2 separate regions of the Gossypium hirsutum genome follow, and region 2 is linked to region 1. Evidence: chromatin contacts called from public Hi-C data. All regions are on one chromosome and are shown on one strand. The core of a region is the stretch at or near the end of the contact, and the rest is flanking DNA. Distances in the headings are between cores, read along the strand shown. Region 1 has its middle 170 kb from the start of LOC107910988. Region 2 overlaps LOC107910988 (spermine synthase).

Region 1 (6,623 bases), core at 1,667-4,166:
TTCCACTGGTGGTTGGAATTGCAGTGGCCTCGGATATTCCGTGTAGACTATGGGCACCAAGAAGCTGCAGCCAAATTTGGAAAAGACCCAAGATCGTCTGAGGTTTTGACAAAGAGGTTCGTGGGAGATGAGAATGGAGCTGTGAAAGGGCTAGAGGTGATACGTGTGTATTGGGAAAAGGATGCCAGTGGGAAGTTTCAATTCAAGGAAGTTGAGGGCTCCGAGGAAATAATCGAGGCTGACCTAGTCCTGCTTGCCATGGGTTTCCTTGGGCCTGAGTCGGTGAGTATTAAAACTTTTACAAATATTAAAAACGGGAACAGCATTGTTAATTCATTGAACCATTCAAGATCCAGCTATTGTATGTAATTTGTTTTTTTCTTTTAACAGACGGTGGCAGAGAAGCTAGGTGTGGAGCAAGACAACCGATCAAACTTTTAAGGCAGAGTTTGAGCGTTTCGCAACCAATGTGGTAGGAGTGTTTGCAGCCGGAGATTGTCGACGAGGTCAATCATTAGTTGTGTGCGCAGTCTCAGAGGGAAGGCAAGCAGCTGCACAAGTTGACAAATACCTCACTGCTGTTGATGGCACCAAAAGGTGATCTTCATTGTTTTCGAAAATGCGCTCAAACAGCTTCCATGGGGAATTAAACATCGTCTTGTGGATAAATCAGATGGGATGTTTTAACCAGCATGTTTTAAGGTTTGCAGCTTAGCAGTATGATGCCTAAAATATAGAACTGATAAATCCTGTATTTCTTTTGTATTTATTCTATTTTAACGTGTTAATAATATTAACCCAGGTATTTGAGTGGTACTTCATAGTTGCTGCATAGGAAGGAATAATACTTAGAAGATCAAACAGAGTCGAAATAGAAAGAGTTTCAACATATTATTTCACTGAGAATGAAGTCTCATCCCACAATGGTTTTTTAAGACCAATTTTGATTCTTTTGTGCTTTTTAAACTTCAGTAAACAGTTCTTTACATATCAGAGAACTAAGATTGGAGAAATATAACAGATCAGAAATTTTATTTCGAGCTTCGGGAAAGCTAGCTTTGACAGCTGAAAATTCAGAAGCAGGCGCCTAACTGCAAGGTGGTAAGATTTAATGCATGTTAGAATCATCTCTAGGCCTTAATTTGGTATTTAAAAAGTGGAAGTTCACGAATAAGAGGAGATTGTAGAGGTTGAGATTTGAATTTCGAAAAGATTAGCTGCATTTACGATGATGAGAGGCAGCTTGTCAGGAGATCAAATTTACTTACCAGAATAGCCTCGATTTCCCTCTCAGAGACAGGAGTACGTTTTGGCAAAAGAGATGCTTTTCCTCCTACAGCAGTGTTGCTGGGCGGAGCAGGAACATCTGAGCTCAACCTTGACCTTGCAATGAAGTTACCAATGACACCTCCATCTTTGCGTGTTGCTTGTATTTCAGAGATTGAACCTATACAACAACACAACCTTAAAAGTGGTTTCAAATATAAAATGGCAACTTAAAGACCACATGCCACTACAGGGACTAAAATATCCTAATTCCTTCCCATTCAGTCGACCAACAAACAGAGCAAAGCTCAAGCAAATGTGGTTTCAATCTGGTTCTGCTGTTAGAAGTAGAGGCGATAAACAAACCCCAATTTCAGAAAGCTCAAATCCAAATCCAAAACTTCATCCCATCCAAACCCAAACTCGAAAAATAAGCTAAAGTCGATACATATTCTATTAAAAGTTCAGAAATGATCTAATAAGCCTAAACACAAATCCCAAATCCAATCTGAGAAAAAAGTAAAAATCTAAACTTGAGAAACCCGAAAAAAAATTGAAAACCACCTAGGAACTTGAAATATCACTAAACTTATCCCAATAGCCCATCCTCATCCAAAAAGAAAAGTAACACTATCACAGCAATATTTGAATACTGTAAGTAATTATATCTGCTTTGAAGGAGAAGATTATCTTTATGCTTTTGTCCTTTCGAGAAAAGCCAATGATGATGAAAAGGTGACCCTTGCTATATGTAGCCACAGTCCAATCCTTATTAGTAGACTTGACCCCTAGACAAACTATGACGCCCCTTAGCTCACCTTCATCTTGTCGGAAGCTCAGCAACTCCATTTCAACTTACAATTCCAAAGACTCGACCTCTAGCTCAGCTCTCTACCAGAAGAAGTGTAAACAAACGATGCTGCCTGTGGTAACGTGTCTTGGATCCATCGAGTTATCGACAGTTCACACGCTTATCTAAGAGGCTAGTTTTGAGAGGGAAAAACAATCCCACATCGACTAGTTAAGCATTGGAATGTGGTTACATAGAGGGAGGGACATCTTCCCCGCACCATTTCCAAAAGAATAAAAGCATGAATTCGATCTTCAACTCTGACCTCATCGCCAATGCAGTCCAAAATCCTCCCATCAACAAAAATCTAATTTGGAATTCGACCTTTAATCAAATCTACCCCACTTGTCTCAAGCTCTACTGTGCATACCATCTAATTTCTATCAAAACGATCAGTATATGCTCTTAGCAAATATCCATCTCATCTGACTCGCTCCTTCCATCAAAGAAGATCACAAAAATAGCAACTCCCAAGAACGAGACCGAAGAAAATAAAAAAAAAAGAAATAATCTAACTCAGTATATACTAAATTCAGCATCTGTACTTCACGTTTGCAACAGATCAAAGAAACAAAGAACAAGCTTAGTACCTTGATGTTGAAATTCAGAAGACAAAGCAAGAATTAAAACAAAAGATAATAAATTCAATTAAAAACTCAAAGCAGACGTTTTGAGTTTTAGAAAAGTTTTTCAATTTCAACGAACTAAAAACCAGAACCCCAAGATTAATACTCCAAAAAAAAAAAAAAGAAGAGAGGAGCAACCTGAAGGCGAGGGTTTTGGGTGTCTTTGAGGAAACTTAATGCGTGGAATTCTCTTCAGTGCTTGCTCTGCTCCCATCTTCACTTAACCTTTTGTTTTCTCTATCTGCTGTGCTTGGATGTCGGAAATTGGAATAATCGTTGTTTTTATTCTTTATCTTTATCCATTGAGTGAAAAGTAAAGTTACCAACTTTTCTTTTTTAGCAATAAATTAATATTGATCAAATTTATTGGTTTTTTCAAACACAATTTTTGGCATTCACCGCCGTTGTTTCCTGTTCTGTTACTTTATTATTCTTTTGAAACTAGACAAAGGTCAAAAGGCAGAGGTTCTCTTGTGAGTTTCATTACCCAATATTTTTTTTATTTTGTTGGTGCAACTTATCATAAAAATAAAACTTACAAAAACATGTTTTTATAAAAATAAAACTTACAAAAACATGTTTTTATATAATCCTCGAGTATTATTATTTTTTATTTTCTTAAATAATATGACATATGAATCTATATTTTCGTTATAAGTGGTACAAAAATAAAAAAAATTAGAAACAAAAAGCGTTTCCAATTAGAAGTAATTTTTTATTTATCAATACTTTGAAAATGATTTCAATTCTGAGAGCGTTTTCGTTATTTTGGCTTAATCTTATAATTTTTAGAAAATGCTATCTAATCGAATAATAGGTTTGAAGTAATAATTGGTATATTTGCATACTCATAATTTTTTTATTCTAATTAAATATTTTGATAGTTGGTTGGGTATCTGGTATAATTTTAGAATAAATAATTTTTTTAAATATTAAGAAATTTCAATGAAATTTTATAACGAAAAAATTTATAATTTATAATTCTAAAAATTAGTAAAAAAAATTATATTTTATGATAATTTTAAAATATACGAAAAATTTTAAATAAATGCAAAAATTATTGAGATGACCTCTCATGTTATTTGATATTTTCATAAATTTTTTTATTTCTTCCTAATTTTTTGATACATTCTCATTTTTTTTTATATTTTCTTATATTTTTTAATATTCCCTCATAATTTTTTATATTTTCTTGTATGGTTTGATATATTCTCATAATTCTTTGCACTTCATCATTTTTTTGGTACTTTCTCGTACTTTTTCACACTTTCCAATTTTTTTGTACTTCCTCCCATTTTTTGATACTTTATTATATTTTTTTATACTTTCTCATGTTTTTTCAGTTCCTCATATATTTTAGTATTCTCTCATAATTTTTTAGTACTTCCTCTTTCATTTTTTTTTTTGTGGTTCTTTAAGTTTTTTGATACTTTCTTATAATTTTCTGTATTCTCTCGTAATTTTTTGTGTTTCTTCAAAAAATTTTACTCCCTCAATATTTTTGGTACTTTGTATTTTTAGTATATCCTCAAAATTTTGGTACGGTTTTGAAATGATAATTTGGTATGAGATATAATATTGAAATAAAAAATTATTATTTCTAAATATTAAGAAAGTGTTAGTACACACATCCAATGAGGAAAATCTCGAACATGCAAATAGAACTCAAACAGAAAAAGAAGAAATAGGACAAGGTTCCAAGGCGTGCACTATTTTTAAAGTTATATTAGCCCCTACTTATCTTCGGTGTGTAAATAAGTTCCAAGCAAATTAAACTTGAGGATACAATGAAACCAATGACCATTTTCGTTTTGCACTGACGAGAATAGTCCACCAAGCACTGAGCAATGTATAACAAGAAACTCAATTTCTACAAAAGATTTATGCAATAATACTTTATAGAATAATCTAATAATATTAGAAAAGGAAGTAAGGAAAGAAAGAATATTAGAATTTGTTGGTGTGATTTCCAAATGAAATCACATTCCTATTTATTGAAATTTTCATGTCTCTTCATAGAGACATCTTTCAATAGGTGTCTTTCTGAACAATAATGCCTTTAAAATAAACGCATAATTATTCATTTAATATTATAACTATCCAAATATTCTTTTTCAAAAAATCAAATAATATAACTTTTGATTAATTACACCCATTCATTTATAATTATTGGAACATTATAAATATTTGAAAATGTTCCAACAGAAAATTCATTGGAATTATGTAACGAAAAAATTGGGTAACTTTTAAATTATTATTTTTCATGCTAAATTTTATAAGAAAAAAATATTTCATGATAATTTTAAAATAGAATAAATAAATTAAATAAATTTAGTAAGAAAAACCAAAATTGGTATACGTCAAAATTTTTATATTCCTTTTTTTTGTGCTTTTTAATGTTTTTTTTACTTGGGTGAATATAAAAAAATTATAAGAGATCTTATAAAATTTATTTTTTAATTTTTTAATATATATTGTAAATTTTACTAATATGCAAAAATTATTAAAATAAAAATTAATTTTATCAAGTCAAGACTTTATTTTAAAAGAAAACTTTGATGGCATATAAAAAATACAAAAGAATACTAAAAATTATGAGAGATTAGCCCAAAATTAGAAAGGAATAACAAAAATGGAAAGGAATTTTCTTTTTAATTTTTTACTTATGTATTAGGTAACTCATTTACAATTACAAAAACCTTATGAGAAACTCACTGTAACGAACTTTTCCTAGAATTTCCCGTCAAGAGGTAAGTAACGGCCGGCACCCAAGTTTAACGCTGTTTAGGGCATTTTGGATATTTCTAACATCAAATTAATAAATAAACGGTTCATTGTGTCAACTGTTTGAGAATTATTTTATTATCTTTTCCTCAACTATTATTATACTCACCTAATTTTGTGTGGATCTATTAATTACTGAATTTTGGCCTTTCAAATGATTTTGACAATTATAAATTATAAATTATTATTGATTTAAACTTGGTAATTTGAATATTTTTATGGCATTAATTTAATTTCGGGTGATTTTACTACTTGGGCTATGTTTTGGGCTTTCACCCATTGCTACATAAATTTTTTTATTATATTTTTGTTGAATTATAAATTTTCAAATTATATAAAAGAAGAGAAAAAAAGTAGAATATTATAAACAAGCCCCTACTTTTACAAGATTTGTAGATAGGTCCCTTCTTCCAGCATTTGTCAAGCGCCATCTTCTTTATATGTGCATGACATTGTTGGATCTAGGGTCCTAAGTGTAGTATTTTCGTCAATATACCTTTTAATTTTTTTGAACAGATTGATTAATAAAAAATTTCATTGATTACATTAATATACTTTGTATAATTGTCCTCATATGATTTTTGCACACAAAGCAAAATGAAAATAAATGTTGCTCATGGGTTGCCTAAATATTTAACTAATTCTAAGTGGTATTATGTGGTTGTATCGTAGTACGGAAAGACAACCTGTATTAGTAAACGAACCTAAACATGTCCTTAGTCTAACTGGAAATGAACAAACCAATTAAAAGACTAATATCTCGTCTATCAAGTCCAATTAGGGAGATGTCTTGTCTTCGGCATCGGAGTAGATGACTCCCAGAAGATAGAGATATAAATGTGACTGATTAGACTGACAGTACATCAGACGGGACCCAAGCAGAATAGATCCTGAATCTGTTTATGGACTTATTCACTTGTGACATTCATATTGTTTCATACCTAAATCTTAAGTGGTTGGCGGTGGACTATGTATGTCTAACTCATACACTTTGATGTAAATAAGAGCTTAAGTTCAAATAGATAATTAATCGAAAGCTGGTGCGTTGGGTGTATGACTTCTGTAGTATGTAGTGCCATTCACAATAGTAGAATTCA
Region 2 (6,608 bases), core at 2,358-4,857, 170 kb after region 1:
GCTATTTCACACTCCTTTCCTCTGCTTTTTCTTTTATTAATCTTTTTCCTCTTTGAGGCTTGTTATATTTTAAAAAATGATAAATAATGTATGAACATACTGCTAGATGTACAAGAAAGCTGGTGCTTTTTTCATCTTGAACATTCTACAACAAACTTTCTTTCAGTGATAAAAAAACTTTTAAAATGTTTTTTTTTTTGAAAAAAGATTTAATCTGCTCATGCATGCATATGTTAGTTCTGTTTCTATAAGCAGGGAACTTATGAATTGGTTTTGACATGTAGAGGCTGGAGCCGAAGAGGAAAAAGATAATCTATGGGGGAAGACGCAGGAAGAGGTTTGGAATGCCAGAAGATTATGGATGGGAAGGGGAATAATGGGAATAGTTCACAGAAGGCTATCCCTTCTTGTTGCTTGAAGGCTAGGGCTTCAGCCCCTGAGCTTGAGGCTAAATGCCATTCTACCGTTGTTTCTGGGTGGTTCTCAGAATCTCAGTCTTCTTCTGGTCATCATCTTTGAATTCTTTTCTTTCCTGCTCTTTTTCACTATTTGCCAGAATTTCATGGTTTGAGTCTTTTATCCTCACTTGTAGATAAGGCCGGTAAAATGGTTTACTTCAACAATCCTATGTGGCCCGGTGAGCTTTAAAGTTCCTCTTTAATTTATTTATGTTTTGATTTTAAAAATATTTTTTATCTTCTCGATGCCATGTAATAATTGATTTAATATATATTAAATCATAACAGAAGAAATCTGATAAAAGGTAATTAGTGACAATTCTGAACTTTCTCACAATGCTAGGGTTCCACTGGACTTTTGATAACTTTATCAAGTTAACTTATTCTTTGAAATGAGAGCTTAGTTAGGAGCGTCGAGTTGAACTAGGGGCAGCCTTTCATGCATTAGATCATATCATAACCTTTACTGATACTGACAATCTTTCAAATTTTTGTTGCAGGAGAAGCACATTCTCTGAAAGTTGAAAGCATTTTGTACAAAGCAAGGTCAGACTATCAAGAGGTTCTTGTTTTTGAGGTTTGGTATTTTTAACTCTACTTTATGATTTCCGTAATTGTTTACCTCTAGTTCCTGTCTTTCTGTCCCCTTTGCGTTATTTATTTTTTAACTGACTGCTTGTTATGCACATTCTTGCTAATGATATACTTCCTCTGCAGTCATCAAGCTATGGGAAAGTGCTTGTTCTTGATGGTATAGTTCAGCTGACTGAGAAGGATGAATGTGCATATCAGGAGATGATAACTCATCTTCCCCTTTGCTCAATTCCATCTCCCAAAACTGTAATCTCATCTTATCTAAGCATAGAATTGTTTTTCACTCCATGTGGAAGTCGGTAGTTTCCCTTTTATCTTTGCTAGTACCATTTATATTGTTGGACTTATCGAACTTGCTTTTCTTCAATTTCTTAAGTTGGGATTTGAATTTTTTTCTTTAGTACTGCATAATCATGCAATCTGTATGAAGTTTTTTGCTAGAAAGGCAGTTAGATGGTTGTAGTCTTTTCTGTCAAGAAAATCACGAGATACATCCCCTAAGCTATTTGGCTTATTTAAAGTGCTTGAACCCTGATTAGGCTGACAAATTTCCGCTTTTATCAAAAACCTTATTTATCTGACCTTAGTTCCAGACTTCTAGAAAGATTTTACTTTAGCTTCAAAGTGGTTTTGTGTTAACTTTACCTAGATACTGAATACAGGTTCTGGTTGTGGGAGGTGGTGATGGTGGGGTTCTTGCAGAGATTTCTCGGCACAGCTCTGTTGACCACATTGATATATGTGAAATAGATAGGATGGTTATAGAGGTATTTTATTTAGCATCTCTTCTTGTTTTCTTTTCATTTTAATTTATATCTAAAAATGCAACTTAGTAGACATTTACCACATTCTCTTATTCTAGGTTTCTAAGAAGTTCTTTCCAGAACTGGCTGCTGGATTTGAAGACCCCCGTGTTTGTCTTCATGTTGGTGATGGTAGGCTAAACCAATATTTTATTCATTTTATTTATATTAATTTTTTACCGTGGGCGGTCAGCATAGCTATAATTTCTGAGCTGATAATTTTTCTTGCATAATCTTAACAGCTGTTGAGTTTCTTCGTAATGTTCCAGAAGGGAAGTATGATGCAATCATTGTTGATTCATCAGATCCTGTAGGTATGTTGTAATTTTGGTCCATTATAATTTTATTTTCTAATTTAACGAGTTCTGCATATACCAGTAGAAAAATCTATCGTTTCTTCCAACATGAGAAAAAAATGGAACATTAGAGTTAGAAGTTTGAAAATGCTTTCACCGTGTCTTAAAGAATATATGTGGTGCTCTCTGCTTAGATGCTTTGTTATGGATCTCTTTTAGTTTTCAAGGGCTCTAGGGGATTTTACAACAATGGTATTTGCAAATTGATTTTTGTTTCAAGACTGGACAATATTCGAGCTTTAAATTTTCTTTTTTTTCCTGCAATGTAGGTCCTGCTCAAGAGCTAGTAGAGAAACCATTTTTTGATACTTTAGCTAGAGCTTTAAGGCCTGGTGGTGTCCTATGTAACATGGCAGAGAGTATGTGGCTTCATACACATCTAATTGATGATATGATCTCTATTTGCCGTGAAATATTCAAAGGTTCTGTTCATTATGCATGGGCGAGTGTTCCAACATATCCAAGGTATTTTAATTATGCTATGTTTTCACCTTATTTCTCTTTTAGATAATTATATGATGCATTTTTTGGTGGCAAATTTATCTGTAACGATTTACCAATTGGTAAGGCATCAAATGTATCTCATTTCTGACTTCTGGTTTCTTTTTTTAATGCAGTGGTGTGATTGGTTTTCTGATATGCTCGACAGAGGGGCCAGCAGTTGATTTTCTGAATCCCATTAACCCTATTGAAAAGTTAGAAGGAGCTCATCAGCATAAGAGAGAACTTAGATATTACAACTCTGAGGTGAGAACTCATCTTAAAGTTCCCATTTTCATTCATTTTAGCAGGGTGCTAAGTTATGTTTGCTCTGGGACATTAAATCCTTAAACAATATAATCTGCTCGTTGTGCTGAAATGAACCTCAAACTAATGAGTAGACTGTCAATTTTGACCTGAACCCTAAAATGCAACCTGATTTACTCAAATCCAAATCTGATATGATCATAAAAAGGCAACAAGCCCAAACCGGAAAATGATCCAAACCGGGAATGACCTGGACCCAAAATCACTCAAACTTGGAATTGTCCAAACCTGGCAGACTTGAACCCGAAATGACTTGAACTCAAAATAAATTGAACAAGCAACCCGGGATGATCTGAACTTGAGATGATCAAATTCAAAAAACCCGACTGGAAAACTCGAATTATTTGAACCCAAAATGACTTGAACCTGAAATGGCCTGAAGCCAAAATAGCCTAATCCTGCAACAGATGAAACCTCAAATGATTTGAACCTGAAATAATTCAAAAATTTAAAAACCCGAACATGATCTGAATTGATTTGATCCAAAACCAATTTGATCCACCCAATTGACTGTTATACTGATTAGGCGTTGCTTCATTTCTTGATGAATTAACATCTTGGTCTGCTGGATTGTTTTTTCAATGATTCTTTTCTCTGAAAGCCAAAGTTGCAACTACTATTCCTACTTCTGCTGGTTTAGAGTGGGCCTTTTTATTGAAGCTTCATGTATTGTTGTTTTTCATTTATTAACAAATTAGAACAGATGTAGGGATAATGCGTGAATGTTTCTTCTATAAATGCACATGAAGTAGTTATGTTGTGAGATGGAGATATGTATTAGTACTTTAGTAGTGTGATAGCGTTATGAATTATGATGTAGAAATGTAATTATTTTGTTGTACTGACAGATGCATAAGGCTGCTTTTTCGTTGCCTTCATTCCTGAAGAGGGAGGTGAGGCTACTTTGCGACTAGCAGGAATCTGCGTGTCTCCTAGTCCTAAGCAAATATGTAGTGATAACTCCCATTTGGCAGTAGAGTAAATAAAATGTTTTGCCTGCGATTTGTTTTATTACACTGAAAACTGAGTGCAGGGCCTTGTTGTATTCTGTTATTGATATGCAGCAGTGTGTTTGCTTGATGACATACATGTGTTTCATGTCTTCAGCTCAGATTATTCGTAGCATAAAAATGATATTACAGTGTTGTTTGTTTTCTTGATGTAGTTTTGTTTGTTTATGGGAAATGCTTTTTAGTATTTTATTGCGTTTGTTTTATGTAAAATGATTTATCGAGCAGCCAAAATATTTTACATTTGGAAATTGTTTTCCCTTACCAAAGGTATTGAGATAATTTTGGGAAAAATGACTGACATGATTTTTGTAAAAAAAAAGTTAAGTTGAATTGGGTTAAATATTATTATATTAATAATATTTTGTTATTTTTAAAATATTACAATATTGATCTAATTACAATATTAATATTAAATAGTATTCATAATATTTTATTAAAAATATTTTAATAAACATATTATTGTTTGTAAATATTTTTTAATAATATAAATATTTTTTATCAGTAATAGTACGAGTTTAAATTAGGCATTGAGTTGTATTTTTTTAGCTCTAATTTGTCATCGAAAACAATATATAATGTGTTGTATTTTTTATTTTCTATTTAATTAGGCATTGATTATTATGTGTTTATTTCATTAAAAATAATTTTAAACAATGATTTTAAAAATGGTCAAATAATAGAAAATATTTAAGTAACATCATTCAAAGATAGTTGATATTCATTTTTCAAAAATTAATTTTCTACTCTGTTTGCTTAGGCTTATGGTTGTTAATTTACGCATTTGAGTTGGAACAAGCCATTTTGGAGAGGAGTTAGGCTTAATTTCCCTTACTCTTAATTAGGAATGGCAGCGGATTTCTAGACAGATTTGATAAACTCAACTAGTTAATCTTTTTAAACCAAAAACTAGTTAATATTTATATAATTAAAATAAATATTATGATATGAATTTATTTTATAATATGACAAATATATTTAGTGCATATTATATTATATTAAATAAAATAGTATACATACATATTTAATGACATAATATATTAATTGTTATATAATTAATATATTAATCATATACAACCTAAATTTTAAATATGTAATTAATTGTATATAGGTTAGGCTCCTCTGTTATATTAATTGGACTCACTCTCAAAGAAAAGAGCTCTTTTACCAACCAATCTTAATGTCAAACGAATCACTCTTCCTCATTTGTTCTCTTTTATTGCCTTCTTTATTAGTGAAGTGGATCCTCGAAAAAGTTTTTTGGCCAATCCGGTAAAATTCAACATATGATGATGTTATTTCCAACCAACATGCCAAATGAAATTTGATATGTAACCCTATATATAATTATGTTATTATAATATGTTATTATAATATGTACTAATTGTATATATATATATGATAGTATATGATAAAACTAGTTACATGTTCAAGGTTTAGGTTGCACATCATAATAGAAGAATGCACATTGTAATATAATAATATAATAATAATTATTATACATTCACAATTAGTTATATAACAATTGATATATTATATGTCCTTAAACGTGTATGTATACTATTTTTTATAATATAATATGTAGTAAGGATAATTATGCCACATTATAAAGTAAATTTGTATTATAATATTTATTTATAGTTAATTTTTTTTAAGAATATTGAGCAGATCAAATAATAAAATGGATAATCACACATCTAGAAATTCTGATGATTTCATTTCATTTTTCAGTTAGGTTTGCGGATACAAAAGAATAATATCTAAGAGAAGCTACAAGAGATTCAAGAGAATAGGATGTTAAATAAGATATATTTTATTATAATTTTAAAAATAAATTTAAATAATTATATTTAATTTTATCATTAATTAAAATATCTAATTTTAGAAAAAATATTGATATTGATATTTATATGTTATGTATTAGTTTATGTAAAATTTAATTAAAGTTGAACACTAGCCTTGATGGTTAAAGCACAGTTTTAATTGTTAAAGGTTGAACTTATTTGATTGGCCTGGTGGCTAAGGGTTGCTCACCCATAGAACCCATCCTGATTTGAACTTTGAACTGTTGGATTTGGTACCCTGAGTGTAATATATTTGTTTTATTTGTTTATATTTTTCTAGCAAATTTGTTTAATAAAATATCTATTAATTACATTAATATCCTTTGTATATTTTCCTTAATGTTTTTGCACGCAAAAAAAAATGGAAGCAAATATTTGTTCACTGGTTATCTAACATTTAACTAATACTAAGTGATATTACGTGGTCGGATCGTAATATCGAAACAAAACTTGTATTAGTAGATGAACTTAAACATGTCCTTAGTGTAATTGGAAATAAGCAAATCGATTGAAAGACTAATATGCCGTCTATCAAGTCCAATTGGGAAGATGCTTGAGCATTGGAGCAGATGACTCCCAGAAGATAGAGACATAAATGTGATTGACTGGACTAACAGTACATTAGACAAGGGCCAATTAGAATATATCCTAGATTCATTTATGAATTTATTCACTTTTGATGTACATAGTGTTAGATACCTAAATCCTAAGTAGATGATGGACTATGTATGCATGA

What was found. Hi-C and Micro-C count contacts between places; a contact is called where the count stands out from the background.
Region 2: a Hi-C map of leaf shows a contact between it and region 1, with 4 times the contacts expected there. The contact joins two enhancer-like sites. A contact is called at or near these places in 11 of 34 Hi-C or Micro-C datasets (anther, callus, hypocotyl and 2 more).

What each region holds. Positions count from the first base shown.
Region 1 is chrA08:51,386,650-51,393,272 of Gossypium_hirsutum_v2.1, forward strand. It overlaps the pseudogene LOC107946696. Among protein-coding and RNA genes, the nearest start is that of LOC107910988, 170 kb to the right of the region's middle. Within about 2 kb of position 2,917, at least 6 of the 9 cell types and tissues checked have an H3K27ac peak or open chromatin away from gene starts, as enhancers often do.
Region 2 is chrA08:51,559,849-51,566,456 of Gossypium_hirsutum_v2.1, forward strand. LOC107910988 (spermine synthase) reads left to right here. Exons shown (of 11, transcript XM_041074673.1): 2 at 285-505; 3 at 593-637; 4 at 959-1,035; 5 at 1,176-1,298; 6 at 1,715-1,819; 7 at 1,915-1,987; 8 at 2,098-2,169; 9 at 2,481-2,676; 10 at 2,829-2,958; 11 at 3,867-4,173. The coding sequence starts at 316. The coding sequence ends at 3,932. Among protein-coding and RNA genes, the nearest start is that of LOC107910988, 4.3 kb to the left of the region's middle. Within about 2 kb of position 3,608, at least 1 of the 9 cell types and tissues checked has an H3K27ac peak or open chromatin away from gene starts, as enhancers often do.